Linked DNA regions of Mus musculus: regions 1, 3 and 4 are each linked to region 2. A link is a contact called in public HiChIP or PLAC-seq data. All regions are on one chromosome and are shown on one strand. Each heading gives the region's core, a stretch centred on a gene start, on an enhancer-like site or on the middle of the called end of the contact. The rest is flanking DNA. Distances are from core to core; before and after follow the strand shown. Region 1 has its middle 12 kb from the start of Gm22521. Region 2 overlaps Pvt1 (Pvt1 oncogene). Region 3 has its middle 31 kb from the start of Gm22521. Region 4 has its middle 190 kb from the start of Gm24696.

Region 1 (3,144 bases), core at 593-3,092, 540 kb before region 2:
GGGGGTCTGGGATGGAAACCCAAGTGTCTATTGTAACTAGTGGTTTATATTTATTGTATGTTTCCCCTTCATAAGTGAGATGATATGTTTCCATAAACCATGCAAGGTCTGCTATTGTATAATAGCTGTTGGGAGGCAGGAAGGACGATGGGGGAAGGAAACTTATCTTCATGGATCATCTTCATGAAGGCAGACATCTGGATGAATGGAGAAGCCTGCACAGCATCTGGAGATACAGTTTCTTTGAACAGGACATTAAACTGTGCCTGGTAGGGAGAAGACCAGCATATTGTATTTATTTATTTATTTATTTATTTATCATTTTATTTGTTTACATTTCAAATGTTGGCTCCCTTCTCAGTCTCCCTTCCATGAACTCCCCACCCCACTCCCCTCCTATTTGCCTGTAAGAGGGTGCTTCCCCTCCCACCCACACACTCCCATATTTTATGTTAAACAGGAGGAATGAAGTTGACTGTTGGAGACTGAAAAGGATCAATGCAAGAGTTTGCTCCATTTTTAGTTTCCATTTACCCTTTATCAGGGACAAGAGAGCGGTATTTCCAGATTCATTTTCACTAAGAAGCAGCATGGGAGAGTCATTTTATAGCTATGTACTTGAACCAAAATACATAAGGAGCTGGAATACCTACACTATTCTTTGAAAGAAAGTGCCCAACCCATGGCAGATGATGATGGTGATGACAATGACAATGATGATGACAATGATCGTGACAATGACAAGAACACTTTTTTGTGTGAAATTACTGAGAACAAGAATTGTATTTCACCAATAACAAGAAGTAATTAGCCCGAATCATGTCTAAAATATTGTGGTACATACATTTCTAAGGCTAGGAGAGTAGACTAAATTATCCAGAAAAAAAAAAATACCTGAAGAGAAAACATTTCCAACTTCAAAAAAAAAAAATGTCAAATGAAATTGAGAGTCATATAGATCCTGAAGATATATTTTGTATATTAATGGACAGATACAGTGAGAAACATAAACTTTAGTATCTCCATTAGGTTCTGGTGCCAAGATCATACTTTCGATTTTTTTAACCTATTAGTCACTTTTCTAAACATGAAAAAGTGGTGTTCTTATATACCTTAGGACTTTAATATGCTAATATACTTTAAGTCTTCCATCCCCACCCTACCACCTGCCATACTGTCAAAGGCTTCTAAAGGTACTGCCATCCAGCATTTATATAAAGAGTATTCTGGGGTCCCCTCTTCAGTCGAAGAACATCCTAAATCACAGATACAGCATCATTTTTTTAAAGGCAGCATGGAGGTGTCTTTATAAACCATAAACTTGTTTTGATGGCTTCTATCGCCAGAGGAGGATAAAGGAAAACGGGTGTTGGGAATATTAAGATTTAAAAGCTCAGTACTTTACTCCCCCCCCCCTTGTCAAAACTGAGTTTTATTAGCAGATGAGCTTTGAAGTATCTCAAGGGGAGAGCAGTAGTAATGGAGGCTGAACAAGAAAAACAAATGCATTTCCCAGGTTTCATCTGAGTGGATATGTCCCCAACATACACAAGTACTAAATAGCAAGTAGTCATGCATCACCATACATATTTTGGAATCCTTTTATTTTGAGAGCAAAACAGGTGTTTAGAATAATCACTAGCTCAAAGGCCTGGAAATGGGAGAAAGCCACAGTTTCACTGCTTTGAAAAAAAAAATCAATTGCTCAGAGGGGGAAAATAGCAGATTAAAATTTTATGCCATAATTTTACAATTGATCATCAGTGCCACGGAGAGCATACTATGAAGTTTATTTTCCAACCACTGGAAAAATGAGATGTGTCTTGAAAGATGGTATTTTTAGCATAAGTGACTGTGTGGTTAAATATAGATTTTTGTTTCACTTTCTTCCAACTGTGAATGTGATTGTGTTCATATGCTTGGGAAATTTGCATATAATGTATGCTATTTGTATCATAGCCAAATCACTTGAATTTAAGCTACACTGCTGGCTGAAATGGAAATGTAGCCCACAGAGATAAATATACTTATCATTCATTTCTTAAGGCTCAAAACCCAAAAGAATATCTTCCATAATTTGTGAATTCACCCATCTGGCAAATTTGCCAATAATTATCTAGTTCTTCCTTCTAGAAAAGCCAGCCACTGGATAAGGAGCAATAATTGTGGTCTGCAGCTTGTGAGAAAACAGAAGATTAAATCCAAAATGTTTGTGACTGCCTATAATATTTCTGAGAAAGTCTGATCTAAAACAAAACAAAACTGATTTATTCATCAAATTTCAGTAGTAATAAAGCCGTATCCACAGCCAGAGCCAGAGCCATATCCACAGCCAGAGCCAGAGCCATATCCACAGCCATAGCCAGAGCCATATCCACAGCCATAGCCATATCTTGAGCTGTATCCACAGCCTCACACACTGTAAAGTTCACCCTTGCAATAGAAATCATTTACTTTTACAGTTAATTAATTTATAGTTATTTTTACTATATTCACAAGTTTGAATTATCACCTTTATCCAACTATAGCCATTTTCATCATCTTAAAATGTATAGCTGACAATGAAAATTAATATGGAGGTTCTTAAAACAATAAAAAAGAAAATATCCATAGTTCTCAAAAGAATATACTCAAAAAGTAATATGAACTTCCTATAAGGATATCTTCATGCCCATGTGTCTTTATGCACTATCTACATCAGATCTGTAGAATCTGCCCAGTTACCCACTTGCAGATGAACTGATACAGAAAACATGGTGCATATGCCCAATAAAGCTTTGCTCAGCTGCTGAGGATAACGAAGCCCTATCATTTTTAGGAATGGAGATCATTATGTTAAGTGAGATAGGAAGTCCATAAAATAGACGTATCACGTGGTTCTTCCCATGTGTAGCCTCTGGGAGAGGAAAAGGGCCATGGTAATATAAAGGAGGAGGTGCTGTCAGAGATGTGGAAGTAGAAATAAGGTAAGGGAGTAATGAAGTGTAATGGGAGGGGAAAGTAGTTAAGACTAAAATAGAGCATACATATATGGAGATGTTAAGATTAAGTGCCATACTTAATATAATGAAAATTAAGGCCAGGGTTGGAAGCCACTCAATTGATAAGCATATTTGTCTAGGTGCATGAAGCCCTACGTCCTGT
Region 2 (3,602 bases), core at 849-3,348:
CTTGAAACTTTCTGTTGCATTCTCTCATTGGGGACATGCAGAAAACTCAACTTAAACAGCTATGGTGAAACAGGTCAGATGTCTGACTGGTATGAAGAATTTCTAAAGAACATTAGGTTTCTCAAACGAGCCAGACAGATCTAATCCCAAATGGTAACGGGCAGGTACCCCATTAACATATCACTTTTGAACTCCGAAAATGGTTAATCATACAGATGTGGGGAAGATTGCTAGCACAGGGAAGGCAGTGTGCACCTCTCAGAAATTGACCACAGTGGACAACTGATGCAGATTATTGGTTGCTGAGCAGCCTCTGCCCACTTGTTTATTTTATTTATTTATTTATTTATTTATTTATTTATTTATTTATTTATTTATTTTAGTAGGTTTGGGACAGACAGGGATGTGTTCAAAAGAACTATTTGATAATCAGAATGGTGAACCCTGGCATCAAGCAACCACAGCAATCCTGTCATCTGTGATGGGGACTGTTTGGTAGGACACCGGCACAAGCTACACAATAACCCAGATTAGGCGAAGTCTATAGGGAATTTCTGCAAAGGTTGGTCTTCTCTAATAAGATAGTCTGCCTACCTGATATCGGTTTTCACTAGAGATTCTCTCCCCCACCCCCTTTGGCAAGTAAGATGTGCAACACAAGAAGCAACCCAGAGCCCCGACATGATCATCATGGTAAATACACATCTTATCATACCAGGTGCCAGTGGGGCCATGGGGAAACAGAAACCACTGAGCATGGCTGATAGAAGTGTAAGTTAGTACAGTCATTCTGGAAAAGAGTATAACAACACTCATGAAATGAAAGGTGGCTGCAAGTTATGAGTCATTCACCTCATTGTAGGCTCCGCACCAGAGAGATGCTCCCACAGTCCCCAGCATGGGGATAGGGTGCTCATCATAAAACTAGACTCAGTCAGCCAGCATCCATCAACAGGGAATAGAAGAAGACAGGAGAAGAATGTCAGCCAAGGCCAATGGCAGAAAAGTAGGTCTCTCATATGAATCCAGGGTACCCAAAGCACTCAAACTGAATTACTATGGATTTAAATAGTTCATTGGTTAGAACCTTGGTCCTCCCTGGGGTAAGGTTGAAAGATGGTGAGAACATTAAGAGGTAGGAGAAGGATCATGAAATGTCCTTATAATCATCTCACAGCAGCTGGGAATGCCTGCCCTGAGCCTACACAAGGCAGGATCTATAGGCAGCTATTGATGGATGCAGGCGGGTCTCATGAGCTCCATCTCTGGATTCTCACAGAGGAGAATCATTAGGCTCAAATGAGTACCTATTGGTCAACCAACAGCACATTATAGTTCCGTATCTGTGGTTACTCAGCTGCCCAAGATTAAACTCAGGGTACCACAAAAGAAAACAACATCAAAAACATAAACATAGGGGAGAACCTGTCAGGAGGGAGAAGAAGCATTCATAGGGATGGGAAGAAGATAAAAGAAGATGGAATCACAGGCAATGAGAGTGTATTGTATACATGAATAAGATTATCAACACGATTAACAACAAAAAATCCTTTTAAATTATATATCCAGAGCTGCATCTCACAAGTGATTCTAAATCTAGTCAACTTGACAACAAGGACACAGGGCTAAAGTACTCTGTGTCCTGCAGTGACTTATACATTCTTTTCCTCAAGTGCGGGGAGATTGGGTCTCAGCAGAAACCAAGGTCATCCTCCCCACCCTGGACTGTTTATCAAAAGCTTAAGCAGGAAAGGAGTCATGAGGAGCCAGAAAAGCCAGATGTTCCTGGTGACTGGTGACCACTGCAGTCATCGCCAATTCATCGTGCAGAGACAAGAAGGGACCTAATATTTCTCTCCCTTTCAGTGTAGGCTCAGGTATCTCTGCATCCCAGCAAGCTTCCTGGATTATCACTTGCTAATAACAAAAGGACAAGGACTAAAAGAACCAGAGGAGGCAAATTAGGATGACGGATGCATTATGGAAGTGCCCAATAAATGGAAGACCAAAAACCCAGCTGTGTTGTAGCTTCTATGTAAGCATGACTCTGCTCCCATTCTAAAAGGGCAAACACAGTTGGCAAAACCATGACTCATAGTCTGTTGAACTCCACCTCCATCCTCCAAAAACAATGTTCACTTCCACCTGAGGTCAAGTTCAAGATCCTGACTGGCAAGAAGAGTTTCTGACACAGCAATGGGCAATGTCTAAAGACTGAGCCACACTGCCAGGAACATGAACAGAGGGAGGAAATAACAAAGCACCGCCGCCTAGATGTTTGCTGTCACTAGTCCCACCTCTGATCAGTGATTGACAGACACTATCTCCATCAGCTAGCTTTCTTTCCTATGAGACTGAGTCTCAGGTATCCCTAGCTGGCCTGAAGCTTGCTGTATAACCCACGGACTATGATCCTCCTCCTCGAGTGCTATACTAATAAGTATCTGCTACCAAGCTCAGTTTTATACATTGCTAGGGACCAAACCTTAGGCTACATATGTGTGTTAGTTAGATGGCCATCCTAGCAACTAAACCAGATCAGTTCAATGAGCAATCATAATTCATCCAGAGGATATAGATTTTGTCTAACCTTTTTTATAAACCTGACAGATCAGATGGTATGTATCAAGAAGGACACAATGTTATGAAGTATATTATTTATGAAATGATGAGATCTAGCCAGTTAACATAACTATTACCTCATATGGCTCTCATGTTTGTGAAAAGAACACATTATCCATTCTCTAAGCAGTTTTCAAGACTTCAATATACTAAGGACCATATTTATTCCTCCTATTGAATTTTGTGTCTTTAAAAAATATATATCTCACAGATTTCTCACTCTTCCAGTCTACCCCCTGATAAACACCATTTCATATTCTATTTCTGTGAGACTACCTCTTTCCTCATAATTTGTGAGTAAAAAGCTGGGATGTTGTTCATCTTTCTGTACCTGGTTCAAGATGTGAGAACATATACATTTAATACAAACACACACATACACACACAGAGAGAGAGAAAGAGAGAGACAGAGAGAGAGAGAGACAGAGACAGAGAGATAGAGATATGAGCATATGCTTTTTTAAGTCTCTGTAGAGGTTAGAGATGCCAGTGACCAGAATCATATAACCTGTAGTACTTGCTAAGCACTGCTTTTAGACTATATATGACAGAATTAATGCAATTCTATCCAAAATTGTATAATACTTATTTTTTTAACTTGGATAATTAGGAGTGATTGTTCAGTTCTAATCTGTGAACTTGTATCAATTCATAAATGTTTTGCATATTCTAAGGAACTTCCCATCTCTATTATGCATGTTTCTTGCTGTCTGTTTCTCTGCCATACATACATTTAGGACTATTGTAGCCTGTGGAAGCTACCTCTTCCATACACAGTTTTACCTTAGAAAACACATGGGCAAAACAGAATTGGCCTTCTTATCCACTGAGATGAAAAGGAAGAATGTGACATATACTCAGTAATAGAAAATAATGAGAAATAGTTTTAAACTTTGTTCCAAAGGAAATGCAGCTGGGCTTCAAGAAGGCCCCTTCCCTACTGCAGGGGGCAGCTCTCTAGTGCCCCATGACTTCTGCTA
Region 3 (3,224 bases), core at 262-2,761, 590 kb before region 2:
ATCTCTCACTTGGAAGGTTAAACTTTCTCTGCAGAGGAAACAGCACCTTTTTGATGTTCCCTGCAAGTGAATGAATGTCAGGGAAAGGGCCCTTTCCTTTTAGTGTGAACTGCTTCTGAAGGCACTGAAGGTCTTCTAGCGCTGGAGAAATCTCAAGAAAGGAAGTCTCTGTAGTCATTTGTTGTTCAGCTCTGAATTATCCAAAGCACTTGAATGTGGTACTTTGCCGAACTCTAGTGAGACTACGTGCAAATGAGGTTTCAAACGTTTCCAAAAAAATAAAATTAGATCACAATTGGTAACAATTTCCATCACCTAGAGAGCTAGGCAGTGGAAGAATAGGCCATCGTTTTGTACATGCGCATGTGGTAGCTTTCTGGGAAGAACATAAGAATCATCCTTTATAACCCACATAAAACACTTGTCTCCGTTTCTGTTCTTTCATTCTGCCCTGTTTCCTACCTTCATGACTCAGACCTTTTCCTGCTCCAAATGTATTGTACAGAGATGAACTTGACTAATAAACAACACATATTACAGGACAGTGCATGAAAAGAGATTGAGACAACATGTTATGGAAATTATTATCCTGAGAAGCCATAAAAATCCACACGCATCCATCCTGTGATAACTATGTGCTAAGTCACTGGGGAAGTATACTGTGTTTTCTTTATGAAACTGAACCGCTTTGAAGCCAAGGAAATAACTTCACCACATCTAACTCATAAGCAATTCTTTTGCCATACAATACATTTGGCCTGAATTAGCCTCCTAGGGCTGCTAGTCAACAAATGGTTTAAAAATAGACAGGCTTTGTCTCACAGTTAGATGTGTTCAGTGTCTAAGGTGTAGGTGTCAGCAATGTTAGATGTTCTGAGGACTGTGCAGCAACTTTGGCTCCACTTTTCTCCCTGAAATTCCTCTGGTTTTACTGATTATATATATGTATGTGTATATGTACATATACATATATACACATGCATTCATATACATATACATGTATATATTTAAAATTCCTTTGCCTGTGGATGCCACCTTCTTACAGGTTGAAAGTATTTAGAAGTTAGGAGAGAATAGAAAAACTCATCTTATTCAAAAACATTGTGTGGTGATCATATCCTCTTTTGACTCTATTTTTTTTTTCATGAAACTAAAATACAGCCTCACTGGCTCAGAGTGAAAGTGGAGTGTGGTAAGGATGTTTCTGTAAGCAGCCATGTATAAAGACAGAGAATTTTAAAGAGAGAAGGAAATAAGGAGGAAGTGTAAGAGATAATTGATTCAAAGAAAGGAAAATACTTAGCACTGGTGAGAAGGTAGTAGGAAGGTGGGTAGTTGTTTACCACATGCTTCTTTGAGTTACATGTGGCTGTAATACATGACAGAAATACAATTCAGAAAATGCTATTTCCTAGAAATGCACTTGGCCTTTCCTCTGCAGGGGTGTGAGAGAGAGCACCAGATGTTAGGGTTTGTCTACCCTAGTGTTCATGCATTGGTCTTCACCACTGTCCCTGGAAAGGAAATTATGGTAGATGAGGTAATCAAAGAGGAAGTGGAGTTGTATTTGGTCTGTGACACTCTCGAATGCCCATTGTTATTCTGTGACCTGATCTCAGAAACCTATCTGTGAACCTGTTGACCAAAGCAAGAGGGCTTAAGATGTCCACTATGCCCCATTTAGAGGCACATTACCAGCCAATATGCCCTCTTCAAGTAGGGACACATTGACATTAACTTTTAAAATGTATCTCCTCTGTTATTCTAGTCTTGATGCTAAAGATGTCCACTTTTTATTTTTTAACGACAGTTCCATGGTGGAGGATTCCAGAGTGTCATGATTTTGTTTCTCTATAACCGTCTTCATCTATGCATTCATTTGTCTGACATTCTCTGAATATGTGTGTGATAATTTTAATTACTACTGATAAAGCTATTTGATATGAATTATCTTGCAATCAGACATATAGAGTTGTAAATTATCTAGGGAAAATGTTTTTTACTATTATAAATTTAAAGAATTTAGACAGCAGTTTGTGTAGAAATTATTTATTCAATAAAAATCTTTATATTGTGTTAATGGGACTAGAAAATAACAATAAGATATTACACATGTGCTAGATGCTTATAATACTCTCAACATACATTGAAGAGTGTACAAGTGAAATATCCCATTTGGCTTGTTAGAAGTCCTACTGAAGAGACATAAATTAGGACAAGATGTGATGGATAAGCAAGCAAGAGGTAGTGTGAAGGGGAGATGCTGATAAAACTCATTACCCAGCAGTATAAAGGAGAAAAAAGACTCAGATTAATGAGAGGACACAGGAAGAAGAAAAGGGCATGAGACACAGCTGGCATATTAGAAAGAAATAGAATTATAAAACTAACCCAAATCCATAGCATAGCTGGTTTATATTCTGAAAATAAAAGGACACAGTGTATAAGAGAGTCACAGTCAGAAATGTAGCTAAAAGATCAGATTCGCTAAGAGAACAGGAGGGAGGAGAAGGAGAGCAGATGGGTGAAAACTAGTTAGAATACTTTGGAGATTCCATGGTATTTTGAAACAAAATTATGACCACAAAGTTCTAACTATGTAACCAGATTTAGAGGGAATGTTATGCTGATATTTTACTAATAATTGGATATACCCTTGAGGATGAAGGAGATGCCCAATATGATTGATGGATAGTTGGAAATGCTATCTAGTGAGATAATGACCAGAGAAATATATAGCTGATAACTGGGAGGGGTGTTTGGGTACATTGGCTTGGAGTTATCTATGAAACACTCAGACATCTATGCTATACCAGTGATTGGATATCTAGGTAGGGATCTCGATCTTAATAGAAGAGACTTAATTTTGCAATGTGAGTCTGAAATTCATAGTCTCTGAGGTGTTAATGAATCATCTATCACATAAAATAAGTAGAAGCCTTCAACCAAGAGGGTTCAAGGTCCCTGAGGAAACCTGAGTTCTAAAGGTCTAGATGTCAAATAGGATGATTGGGACAGGCTGTGTCCAAAGTCATAGAAAAGGGAAGTTATGGGATTAGGCAATTCAAAGAGTTATCTTAAGGAGGCAGATGATCAAGAGTGTTCAAAGCTTGCCAGATGTTATAAAGATCACAGATTGCATAGAATTGATGGAATGGGTGTCACTGAAGTTCTATTGGCTGCTAAGAATTTACATGCAGAGAAAATCAGCATAGACTGGGAGG
Region 4 (3,603 bases), core at 993-3,492, 690 kb after region 2:
ACACACACACTTTTACTAATTCGGAAACCTTATTGTGGTATTCTATCAAACTATTAAACAGTTCCATTGATTTGAATATGAGTAAACCTGACTGTAAAACCTTCAGCTTCAGGCTTTCACTTCTTTTCTGAGTTCTGTTTTGTGATCTTTGCTAATTAGCATATTGGAGTGTCAGATTTGATCTTCTCTATAAGATTTTTAAATATTTAATAATATATTTATTATATTTCATGTATTAGACTCCTAAATAATGCAAAGTTGGTCCTTACAAATCTGCAGTGGGATGTCTAATATAATAACTTAAAACTATCTTTTTTATGTTTTTAAACAAATGCTTGGTCCCATCTATCGAAAGTGAAACTCAAAAGCTTTAGTGTAAGGTTCAGAGAGACATGCAATGGAAATCTGGAAAATTCTACTAAGTCCGTTCAGTTGATATATGCTTTGTTTTCTATACTCCAGCTGTCCTCCTGGGTATCTTGTTAAACCTTCTTAGATCTGTTTTTCAAGTGAGCAGAGCAGAAGTGGCATGCTGGAGGAGGGGCTAAAAGCAACCTGATTTTTCAGTTGGCTACAGCTGTTAATGCCAGCAGGAGGATTAGCTTAGTTGTGTGATGCCTGCAACTTGGCCGTGGATCTCCCTCATCCCTACCTATAATAGCATCCGTTTTACTAAGTTGAAGATAACACTCAAAAAACGTTGTTAATTCACCCTGAATGAGATCATGTGAGTCTGAAAGAGGAGAAAAAAAATGGATCTGTAAACCATTATTATAAAAATCGAAGTTTCACTTAATTCACTCTATGTTGTTTTATTCAATGCAAGATGTGGCAGACTAAGTGACGCATGTAGTATCTCATTTTTTTTCCTCTATACAAACTGAGAGACATGGGCTATAACTTCTTTCTGGTAAAGAAACCATGGTAACAGAGAGGATAGAGTTATCATTTACCATCATGTGGGACTCTCCTGGGAAAACCGGTTTGAGGATGGAGACCAAAGGAATTATTTTAAACATGTCAACTAGGATATGTCTGTTCAATATCAAGTGGTGATTGCAAAGAAAACACTAGGGAGAATGTCTGAACTAGAGATGTAAATTCGGAAGTCACCAACACTCAGGTGTTAGATAATACAGAGCAAAAACTAACTGTAGGCATGGATAGAGTATGAGATGGAAGAGAGACAGGGTTCAAAGTCTGAGATCTGGAGTTAAGTCATAAGAAGGATGTGAGTTAACTGGCAAAGAAGAGCACTGGAAATAAGAGAGTAAGGAAGGAGAGAAAACAGGAGAGTGGCACACGGTGAAGGCAGACTTTATTGAGATTTGCAAACTCTATCAACAAACGAAACATCCCAGTACAATTTCAGCCCAGTTTTCTTTGGCCCAAGATACTCTCCATTTTTACACACTGTAGCACAGATGTGAAAACGTCTTCTTGACTGTCTAAATAGTAAATACGTGAAATTTTGTGGGTCAATATGCAAGATCAAGTCCATCAAGCAGTCTTTAATAGTCAGTGAAAATACATTTTAGCCTAAGGACCATGAACAAATGAGAGAGAGAGAGAGAGAGAGAGAGAGAGAGAGAGAGAGAGAGAGAGAGAGAGAGAGAGAATATCTCAAATCTGGTCTCTGGCCACCACCTATATTTCACCATATTATTCCCTCTAGTTTTAGAACACTGTTACATAATGATTATTCTTAGGCATCTTCTTTTTCCTTTGTTAGTATATACATATAATGTATAATATATGAATACATATATAAATAGAGAGACTATATATACATGAATACATAATACATGAACACACAAACATATGGATAGAACATGACCAATCTGTACAATGTTACATGTATGTGTATTTTCAGGGCTGACCATTTGGTATTGGATAACCAGTTATTGTGCTCTTCCCAGGGAAAACTGTTTCCCCTACTCTCAGCATTCTTTAATTGCCTGTAGTTTGGATATGTCAGTATCAAAATAACCCCACATTCACTCAAGGAAGTCCATTTCATTATTATATCTTAAGACTGAATTTTTTTTATTTCAATAAAGATAGCAGTTTTATTTCTTCCCCAAGGCACTATTTTCTGTTCTGTTTTACCTAGCTTCATAGTTGCTGAAGAAATGGAGCATGGGAGCAAGCAAACGATTTGCATGAGTGTGTTTGTCATAGATCATGACCTCCAAAGTGGTTTCTTCCTTGACAGTGTGACAAAGGAAAGGGGATTTCCCTCTACTCTTGTTTTACCCTCTTAATGTCACAAGCAAATTCACTGAAACCTCAAGGAAGGTACAGATCACCCTGTCCTTCAATGTCATAGCAAGGGTATCATTATGATTCACCACCATAGCACGTGAACCCTGCTCACAGAAGCACCTTTCCCAAGAAGGTAACGTTCAAAGTCACTATCACTCCTACTCTTTTTTTTTTTTTTTATTTTATTTTTTTTCCATTTTTTATTAGGTATTTAACTCATTTACATTTCCAATGCTATACCAAAAGTCCCCCATATCCACCCACCCCCACTCCCCTGCCCACCCACTCCCCCTTTTTGGCCCTGGTATTCCCCTGTACTGGGGCATATAAAGTTTGCAAGTCCAATGGGCCTCTCTTACTTTCTTCCTACTAAAAGTCAGTTCAGAGACCCAGTGCTATCTGTTGTATGTACTCTCCTCTTGAGAATCACATTATGTCTACCTACCTCCATCCCACCTCAATCCCATCAGAGCTACCGACGTGAAATCCACTCACAGATAACATTCCAAATTCCTTGGGATTTTGTTTCCCAAGTGCCATTCTCCTATAAACTATTGTACAAGGACAAATAGCCCCATTGAGCAAACAGCACAATATGCTCTCCTCATCAACTCTCAAGACACGTGTATTTGCAGGTATTTCTAATCAATCATGAAGTGACTGCTGTTGGAAATTCTACCAGAGGTCAACCTACCTCCTTATAATTGTTCCTACTTAGGAAAACATCGAATTACCATAACCAATGATGTTTTTTGTTGAGTAGGCTATATGTAGAAAAGGATTATTTAAAAGAAAAGTAAAGAAAAAACCCAGCTTCCCCAAGCTCAGGTGCAGCCCATCTTCTTCTCCATCCTCTTTAGTGCTGAGTCTTGTCTCTCGGATTGTGCTTCTTTCTTTCCTGCTGTTGTGTTATTAATGACCAAGGGCCACTTTAGTGACCAGCCAGCTATTCCAGAAAACCAAACCTCATTGTTTCTCGAATCTGGAATATGTCTACTCTAGACACTTTATGACCAACTCAAATAAGGATTGCTATTTATTCTGAAGGCTTGATAATATAAATAAAACAAATAATAAACCACCTTATATTTGAATTTCTAACTTTTCCTTTTTTGGATGCAGAAAAATAACCCCCAAACAAGGTAGATATAGCCAATGAATATATATTTTTAAAACTCATGTGTCCCTTCATTTGGTTTTTGTTTTGTTTTAAGATTCATTTATTTATTTATCTATTATATATACAGCATTGTCCCTGCATGTGTGCCTGCAGGCTATAAGAAACACTAGATCTCATTATAGATGGTTATGAGCCACCATGTGGTTGCTGTGTTGAAT

The links. HiChIP or PLAC-seq counts read pairs in DNA pulled down with a chosen protein or histone mark.
Region 1: a BATF HiChIP or PLAC-seq map of CD8 T cells shows a contact between it and region 2, with 23 read pairs. The contact joins two enhancer-like sites. A contact is called at or near these places in 1 of 15 datasets of contacts at CTCF or cohesin (CD8 T cells), 2 of 484 Hi-C or Micro-C datasets (the N1E-115 cell line and bone marrow-derived macrophages) and 1 of 115 datasets of contacts at active chromatin or transcription factors (CD8 T cells).
Region 3: a contact with region 2 is called in a BATF HiChIP or PLAC-seq map of CD8 T cells, with 45 read pairs. The contact joins two enhancer-like sites. A contact is called at or near these places in 4 of 115 datasets of contacts at active chromatin or transcription factors (CD8 T cells, Th2 cells, large pre-B cells and 1 more).
Region 4: a BATF HiChIP or PLAC-seq map of CD8 T cells shows a contact between it and region 2, with 16 read pairs. The contact joins two enhancer-like sites. A contact is called at or near these places in 1 of 484 Hi-C or Micro-C datasets (B cells) and 2 of 115 datasets of contacts at active chromatin or transcription factors (CD8 T cells and extraembryonic endoderm stem cells).

The regions. Positions count from the first base shown.
Region 1 is chr15:62,779,674-62,782,817 of GRCm38.p6, reverse strand. No RefSeq gene overlaps it. Among named protein-coding and RNA genes, the nearest start is that of Gm22521, 12 kb to the left of the region's middle. Within about 2 kb of position 1,842, at least 12 of the 459 cell types and tissues checked have an H3K27ac peak or open chromatin away from gene starts, as enhancers often do. A contact at or near this core is called in CD8 T cells, where this site is marked.
Region 2 is chr15:62,237,392-62,240,993 of GRCm38.p6, reverse strand. The region is part of intron 2 of Pvt1 (Pvt1 oncogene); the gene reads right to left. Among named protein-coding and RNA genes, the nearest start is that of Pvt1, 200 kb to the right of the region's middle. Within about 2 kb of position 2,098, at least 7 of the 459 cell types and tissues checked have an H3K27ac peak or open chromatin away from gene starts, as enhancers often do. A contact at or near this core is called in CD8 T cells, where this site is marked.
Region 3 is chr15:62,822,333-62,825,556 of GRCm38.p6, reverse strand. No RefSeq gene overlaps it. Among named protein-coding and RNA genes, the nearest start is that of Gm22521, 31 kb to the right of the region's middle. Within about 2 kb of position 1,511, at least 41 of the 459 cell types and tissues checked have an H3K27ac peak or open chromatin away from gene starts, as enhancers often do. A contact at or near this core is called in CD8 T cells, where this site is marked.
Region 4 is chr15:61,545,465-61,549,067 of GRCm38.p6, reverse strand. No RefSeq gene overlaps it. Among named protein-coding and RNA genes, the nearest start is that of Gm24696, 190 kb to the right of the region's middle. Within about 2 kb of position 2,242, at least 20 of the 459 cell types and tissues checked have an H3K27ac peak or open chromatin away from gene starts, as enhancers often do. A contact at or near this core is called in CD8 T cells, where this site is marked.